Regions from separate parts of the Mus musculus genome. Here region 2 is linked to region 1. Evidence: chromatin contacts called from public Micro-C data. All regions are on one chromosome and are shown on one strand. Each heading gives the region's core, a stretch centred on a gene start, on an enhancer-like site or on the middle of the called end of the contact. The rest is flanking DNA. Distances are from core to core; before and after follow the strand shown. Region 1 overlaps Cd2 (CD2 antigen). Region 2 overlaps Igsf3 (immunoglobulin superfamily, member 3).

Region 1 (3,339 bases), core at 517-3,016:
AGTTCCAGCCTGGAATGTTTCAGTCAATCCGGCTTGAGCTGGTCTGACCCTAACAGAGCTCCCTCCCCTCCGTGGGCTCCATATGCTCTACAGAGAAAAGCAGTCCTGACATGGGAGAGTATCGGTTGGGAAGGAAGCCCTGGGACTCAGTCTGCCTCACTCGAGTGGGCCTTTGAGCTGCCTTACAACATGGCAGCTAGGTTCTCAAAGCAACCTGAAAGCAAGAGTCAGTGTTCCAGAGTGAAGTGACAGCCCTTAATTAGAACTTAATTTCCGTTACTTCTGTGCATCACTTAAAGATAAGAGTGAAGCTCACATGTGCTTGGAGGGATCAGACAGCAGTGAAATGTGTGTGTGTGTGTGTGTGTGTGTGTGTGTGTGTGGCTGAAGGCACAGATGCAGAAGGATTTTATTAACACACCCCCCCCCCCCCAGGTTCATGGATGGTCTCCCTCTTCTGCCTTCCTGTCCCCACCCTCTATTCCCCAATCACAAAGGCACGAGGGGCAGGGCAAAGCTGCCTCTCCAAGACTCCAAAAAAAAAAAAAAAAAAAACAAAAACGTTTTCCTCTTTCTGAAGGCCCTGAGTTAAGAGACACCAGACTTAGTCAGTGAACCAACAAAGAGCGGTCCCATCTATTGATCCTAGAAATTATTCATTGTTTATTTGAAATTCAAATTTAACTGGCTGTCTCGTATTTTATCTGGCAACCTCATGCTTCATGTTTAGTGTAACTAGATCCCTCCAGAATAAAAGTAAGTATTTATCAAGGAGGGTGAGGCCTTGGAAGGCAAGAATGCTAGGTTTGGGAGCAGGGGACCGTGCAGCTTCCTTAACCTGTAGTTCAGAGCAGAAGCTGAAACTAGACCAGGGAATGGCCATGAAGGAGAAAAGGGGGGGTTGAAAACTCCTCCCATTCTAAGGCCAAGTCAGGCAGGGATAAAGTAAGTGTGAGCTGAAGTCCCACGAGGAGGAAGCAGCTGGCCCTGGAGTAGTGCTCGCTCACATAAACATAGGCACAGTGTCTCCAAGAGGAGTGATGGGAAGAATAGTTGGAATGAGACGCTGCAAGGACCAATGACAGAGCTACAGCTACTGACGTCCCCACCAGGAACACCACCAGGCACCCAGAGTGCTGTCATGGGTTAACCTCAGACCATACTGTGGAAGGCGTGCCTGCTTTCCAACAGTGTCTGGGGAAGGGCTGGAGGTCTGCCCGAGGACCGGTAGGGAGGATCTGTTGGAGTCAGCTTGGACAGGAAGCCTTGTCTGTCCACCCTGCTCACACTTGGGAGCCGACTCTGACATTCCAGGCCCTTGGCAAGTCAACAGGGTCTGAAGGTCCCTGAATTCATCCTTGAAGCAGCTTCAGGGGTTACTGAGGGATGCCCCTACGCAGACAGTGCCCAGAGAGGTTCTCAGCTCACAGGCAAGGACTGTCTGAGGGGAAGACTAGAGGGACAGAAGTAACAACCAACATCAACAGCTTGCTTTGACCCTCTGCCCTGCTTGGTGGACCTCCAGCTTGCCTGGGGCCCATCCCTAGTCACGAGTGTTAACAGTCTTTGGCCTCTGTGAAGCTGGGCTCAGCTCCCGTTTCTTCTCGCCACCGTCCTTTGAGCCCCTGCTCCAGCTGCTCTCTCTAACTGCTATTGATTCACAAAGAACAGATGGTTTAGCCCCCCCCTCCTGGGAAACAGCTACCAGAAAACCCCCAGGGTAGAGAGTATAGCAAGAGCAAGACCTCACCTCTAGGTGTTGTTTTACAGTTTACAAAAGCACTTTTCCATCCATTATCTGATCTGACTTCCGACAGCTACCCTGTGATGTAAGGTGCATTGTTTCCATTTTACAAAGAAGGAAACAGACTCAGAGAGGTGGGGCGTCTTACCAAAGGTCACACAGCTCTTACCTGGAAGAGCTAAACTAAGCCTGTTGCCCTGAGCAACCACGGCACTGTTTTCCTGTTACTCTTCCCTATTCTGGTGGAAGAAGGGATCAGAACTCTTATGCCACTGATAACTGTTGAGTGTCTAGGCGGCTTTCCTGAACCCAGGAGGAGTTTGGGAGGAAGAAGAGCTGAACACCGAGGTTGGGGGATGCTTCACTTGGGGGAAAGGTCCCATGAGACCTCAGGCAACTCATCCTCCCTCTCTAGAACTTGGATGCTCTTTTCCTCAGTGGGGGATGGGGTGAGATGGGCAGGCACTGCTCCTCAGCCCTTGCAGATTTAAGTAGCACTCCAGGCCCCAGAAGCTCAGCCTCAAGGAGGCAGAAAATCCTGTGGAACTCTTTCATTTGTTTGATGTAGGAGGCTGGGGCCTGGGCCATAGAAATGAAGGGACCACTCTGCCCAAGACCTTTCCCTTAGCCATATTTTCTTCTTGCAGAGAAAGGTCTGTCCTTCTATGTCACAGTGGGGGTCGGTGCAGGAGGACTCCTCTTGGTGCTCTTGGTGGCGCTTTTTATTTTCTGTATCTGCAAGAGGAGAAAACGGAACAGGAGGAGAAAAGGTAAGCACACCCACTCCTTTATCGCTGTAGGCTGCAGTGAAATCCCCACGGGACCGTCCCTCCTTGAGTCTGCGAAGAAAGGGATGGGCAGGGTTGGAACCAGAGCTTCTGGGTGGCTCTGTTATGTACTCAGATTGATTTCTGAGGGACAGTTCTCCGGGGTAACATCAAAGGACCCTTGAGAAGCGGCAGCCAGGTTGTATACCTTCCCAGAATCCACCACGTGAGGCTGCTTTGGTGAAAGGCTAGTGTGGAGATCCCTGAATCGTCCACAAACTTTCATAAGGAGAGAGAGATTCCACCCAAATCCCATGTCTGTGTACAAATGTCTTGGCCTTGGATGCCTCAAAGGTGCGTTCAGGGCCAAACTCTTAGGAATATGGATAAAACTATCTCCAGCCAGGAGGCACTGGGAGTGGATCAGTGCAGAGTGCTCAGTGTGTGTAAGGCTGTGAATTTGACTCCCAGAGCTGCAAGAAAATAAAGCCCAAATGAGGGTGATTGGTGGCCCTTTGTTTCCCGGTTAGATGTTTAGGAAGTGAGGTGTTCAGGCTGGGAGTACGGCTACCTTGATGCAGACTTGTCCTGCAGCCTACAAAGCAGAAATTAGTTATGGTGGTCCTAAGCAGGGAGCTGACCACTCAAGGGACAATATGTTAGAGACTATGTTCAGGTGTGTAACTACGGATGCTGGGGTAAGGGCAGTCTTTAGTTGGTTACATGCTAGTGGGTGGGCATGTCCCTGGGGTCTTGAGAAATCTCAGACTCACATAGGGCTGGGTCCCATCCCTGCAGGTCTCCACCTAGAGTAACCCCAGTGATGTT
Region 2 (3,339 bases), core at 520-3,019, 130 kb before region 1:
AGGCTTAGAGGAAAACCATGAAGCAGCAGGGCATAGCAGCCAGATCTAGGGGCCCAGGACGCTGGCTGGTGAGCTGCAGCCTGTGCACAGGAGAGGACCACTGAGGAGGAACTCAGGGGGTGGGGGTTGGGGGGCACTTCAAAGGAATGATCAAGTCTAGAGTTGCTGGGGTCTCAGAGCAGTCAGGGCTGGAATGGGGGGAGGGGGAGGGGGCAGTTTGCAGGGGAGATGTGACAGAAGTGTGGTCAGGAGGCAGGAGTCATAGGGATGTCTTGAGAGCCTTCAGGAACTCCTCCCAGGTTTTGAGTGACTGCTGCAGGGAAGAGATCCACCGGGCCTTGCAGCTCTAAAAACCATCATCTGCAGTCAGCACTCAGCAAGGCAGAAGGAGAAGAGACAAGTCACAGAGCTGACAGGAGGGCAAGCACTCTGACAGCAGGTGCCTTCACAGGCCACAATAACCTGCCCATCGACTGCAGGAGGATGCCAGAAGACAGCCAATTCAAGGCCACTTTAAAATACCTGCCATCCATCCCCTCACGGTCCCTACCAGCTGCATACCCTGAAGCTCCCACAGAGCTTGGCTGGCCACAAAGGTCAAGACAGAGGAAGAGTCAGTCACCAAGGCAGGGCCTGTTCCTGGAAAGCAGTGCACTCCAAATTTACACATTCAACCAAGAAAGTGCTCACAGAGAGGAGGCATTCATATTGGAAAATAACCCTGGCAGGAGGGAGGGGGTGGCCTCAGTGGCAGGCCATGCGCTTACTCTAGGGGAGAGGACTGGATTCCATCTCCAGCAGCATATACACACCATGCCAAACGGGGCGAGGGAGAGAAAACAATCCCACGAATGACTGACAGCTGTAAAGACTGACACTCTGACGGGGCTGCACGTCTGAAATGCTTTTTTTTTCTTTTTTTCTTTTTTTTTTTTTTGAGAACCAAAACTCAGAACCCCCAGAGAGGAGCTCTTTTGTGTACAGCAAGGTAAGATAGGGATCTGAGGAGGGGGCCAGCACCCCGAGGCGGCAACAAGGCAGACTGCTATCGGGCAGTGCGCGAGAGATAGCATTTAAGCAGCATCTCCAACATAACCGCCACCTAAGGCTTCAGCGTTCATAACGAGCAGCCCGGGGGCGGGGTGGGGGGCAGCACAGAGCAGTGAATGGGTATGTGCATCCGAAGGGTAAGTTCAATTCTCCTCTCAGTCCTTTCTCCAGACTTAGGAGAGACACCAAAGAAAGTCTGGCTCTAGCAGGTAAAAAAAAAAAAAAAAAAAAAAAGAGAGATTATGCCCATTAATTGTTTCTGACCTTGTCTGGCAGGATTAGCTGGCCATACCTGTACAGCCACAGGGCTCAACCCCAGTGCATGGGGGAAGCAGGCCAAGCCCAGGAAAATGAAAGGCCACCCGCGAGGGACAGCCAAGGCCACGGACAGAAGCGGCTTTGGAGAAGTTCACAAGTGTGTTTACTGGGTATTTGATTTACCTGCCAAGGCGAAATTCCAGGAGAGAGAGAGAGAGAGCGCCTGGGACCCGTGTAGAGTTTCCCTGCTGCCGCAGTCCCTGCCAGGCTCATTGTAAAGTAATGAATTTTGTGGACGCTTGCAGAGAAAAATAGCTTCAAATGCTATGGATCGATGGTGCGCACTGCAGAAACACAGCTCTCGGCTTCCTCGAGCTACTTTTGGGTATTGCCCAGAGTTCAATGGCGATCTGTCCTTTGAAGGCCAGCTAAGAAGTCAGCCCCGGGCCTAGGCAGGGCACACAGTCCCACAATCCAGCTACTGTGGATGCCCAAGGCGCAAGCATTCCTCTCATAGCTGAATCGAGCGTTTCCCTCCTCTTCCAGGATATTGGTTGGGGGAGGAGCCTCACAGAATGTCACAATCTACCACATACTATTCCACCGGGGTTCCTTTGAGTGTGAGGACATTGTGTGTTGCAGGGGTGGAGATGTGACATTATACGTTACTTTCTAGGGATGAATTCTCTGTATACCTATTTTTTTTTTAAAAAAAAAAAAAAAAAAGGAACATAGATAATCCTTAAAAATCTCATCTGAGCTCCAAGACTGTTAATTCCAAGAACTGTGCAATTCAAAGCACCTGTGTTTCCTAACTTACACACTCCTCTCTGCCAGAAAAAAGACTCTCCCTTACGTGATGGGAGGGGGACGTGCAGACTCATGGTCTCGGGATCAAAACAACTCTGAGAAACCACAGAGAGCCAGATGAAGAACAGCGTGGAAGGCTCTGACTGGAGTTAGAAGCCGCAACACTTAGAACTGCAGGTTTGGGAACGGCTGGGCAGAATCCAGAGCTGAGATATCCCTGAGCCTGCAGCCTCTGCCTTCTCTGAAGATGGGTAGCCTGGTCTGGAGGGGATGCCTATGGCCCTGGCAAGGCTTCCATGCTAGGGGGGCTGAAGCCAAAGGCTCAAGATGGGCTCAGCTCAGCTGTGGGCAGTTGACGAAAGAGTTAACACTGGTGGAGGGCATACACAGAACCCAGATGTGGGGAGCGTTCGGACTTAATCCAGACCTGATTACATTTTGGTTTTGTTTTTGGTTTTTGGTTTTTGGTTTTGTTTTGTTTTTGTTTTTTTGAGGCAGGGTCCCACTATGCTGCTCCTTGGAACACACTGTGAACCTGGCTGGCCTTAATCTCAGAGAGATCCACCTGCCTCTGCCTCCCACGTGATGGGGTAAAAGGCTTGTGTCTCCCCCACCCAGCTTTCTTACACTCCTTTTAGGTAAGAACACGAGCGTGCATGCATTGCCTACTCAAAAATACATGAATAAAAATTCCAGCTAAAGTAAACCAGGGAGAGGGTAAAAATGGGCAAAAATAATTTTAAACCTTTTCTAATAAAATACTGCTTAAAAAAGAAAAACTTTGGGTAACAAAAAAAAAAAACAAAAAAGAAAGAAAAGAAAAGAAAAGAAAAGAAAAGAAAAGAAAAGAAAAGAAAAGGGAAGAAAGAAACTAGAGGTTGAGGGGGTAGCTAGAGCAAGCAGAGAAAACCCTAGAAAACAAGAGCACTGGCTGACCCAGCCCGCCTCACTTGCCCACATCAAACACCCACGTCTACCCTGGCTCGTGCCCAGGATGCCTCCTGACTTCCTCCATCCCCCACTCAGCCCCAGGTCGTCTGCTGCTTTCCTGTCTCCTGGCACCACCAAGCCTTGGCCAATGCCTTGCAGGTTCCTCTACTTCTACCATGCAATGAGGCAGCTCCCCTGGTCACGCCATTTCCCCACCTAAGCCAAGGGTATGCTTCTCAACGAGCCCGCTTCCTCACACAGCTGACTGGTGACAGACACTGATTCCTGGCC

The links. Hi-C and Micro-C count contacts between places; a contact is called where the count stands out from the background.
Region 2: a Micro-C map of embryonic stem cells shows a contact between it and region 1, with 2.7 times the contacts expected there. The contact joins two enhancer-like sites. A contact is called at or near these places in 1 of 484 Hi-C or Micro-C datasets (embryonic stem cells), 1 of 115 datasets of contacts at active chromatin or transcription factors (the SCID.adh cell line) and 1 of 9 other capture datasets (embryonic trunk).

The regions. Positions count from the first base shown.
Region 1 is chr3:101,278,963-101,282,301 of GRCm38.p6, reverse strand. It overlaps Cd2 (CD2 antigen), which reads left to right. Exons shown (of 5, transcript NM_013486.2): 4 at 2,392-2,514. Among named protein-coding and RNA genes, the nearest start is that of Cd2, 7.3 kb to the left of the region's middle. Within about 2 kb of position 1,766, at least 85 of the 459 cell types and tissues checked have an H3K27ac peak or open chromatin away from gene starts, as enhancers often do. A contact at or near this core is called in embryonic stem cells, where this site is marked.
Region 2 is chr3:101,407,596-101,410,934 of GRCm38.p6, reverse strand. The region is part of intron 2 of Igsf3 (immunoglobulin superfamily, member 3); the gene reads right to left. Among named protein-coding and RNA genes, the nearest start is that of Igsf3, 32 kb to the right of the region's middle. Within about 2 kb of position 1,769, at least 49 of the 459 cell types and tissues checked have an H3K27ac peak or open chromatin away from gene starts, as enhancers often do. A contact at or near this core is called in embryonic stem cells, where this site is marked.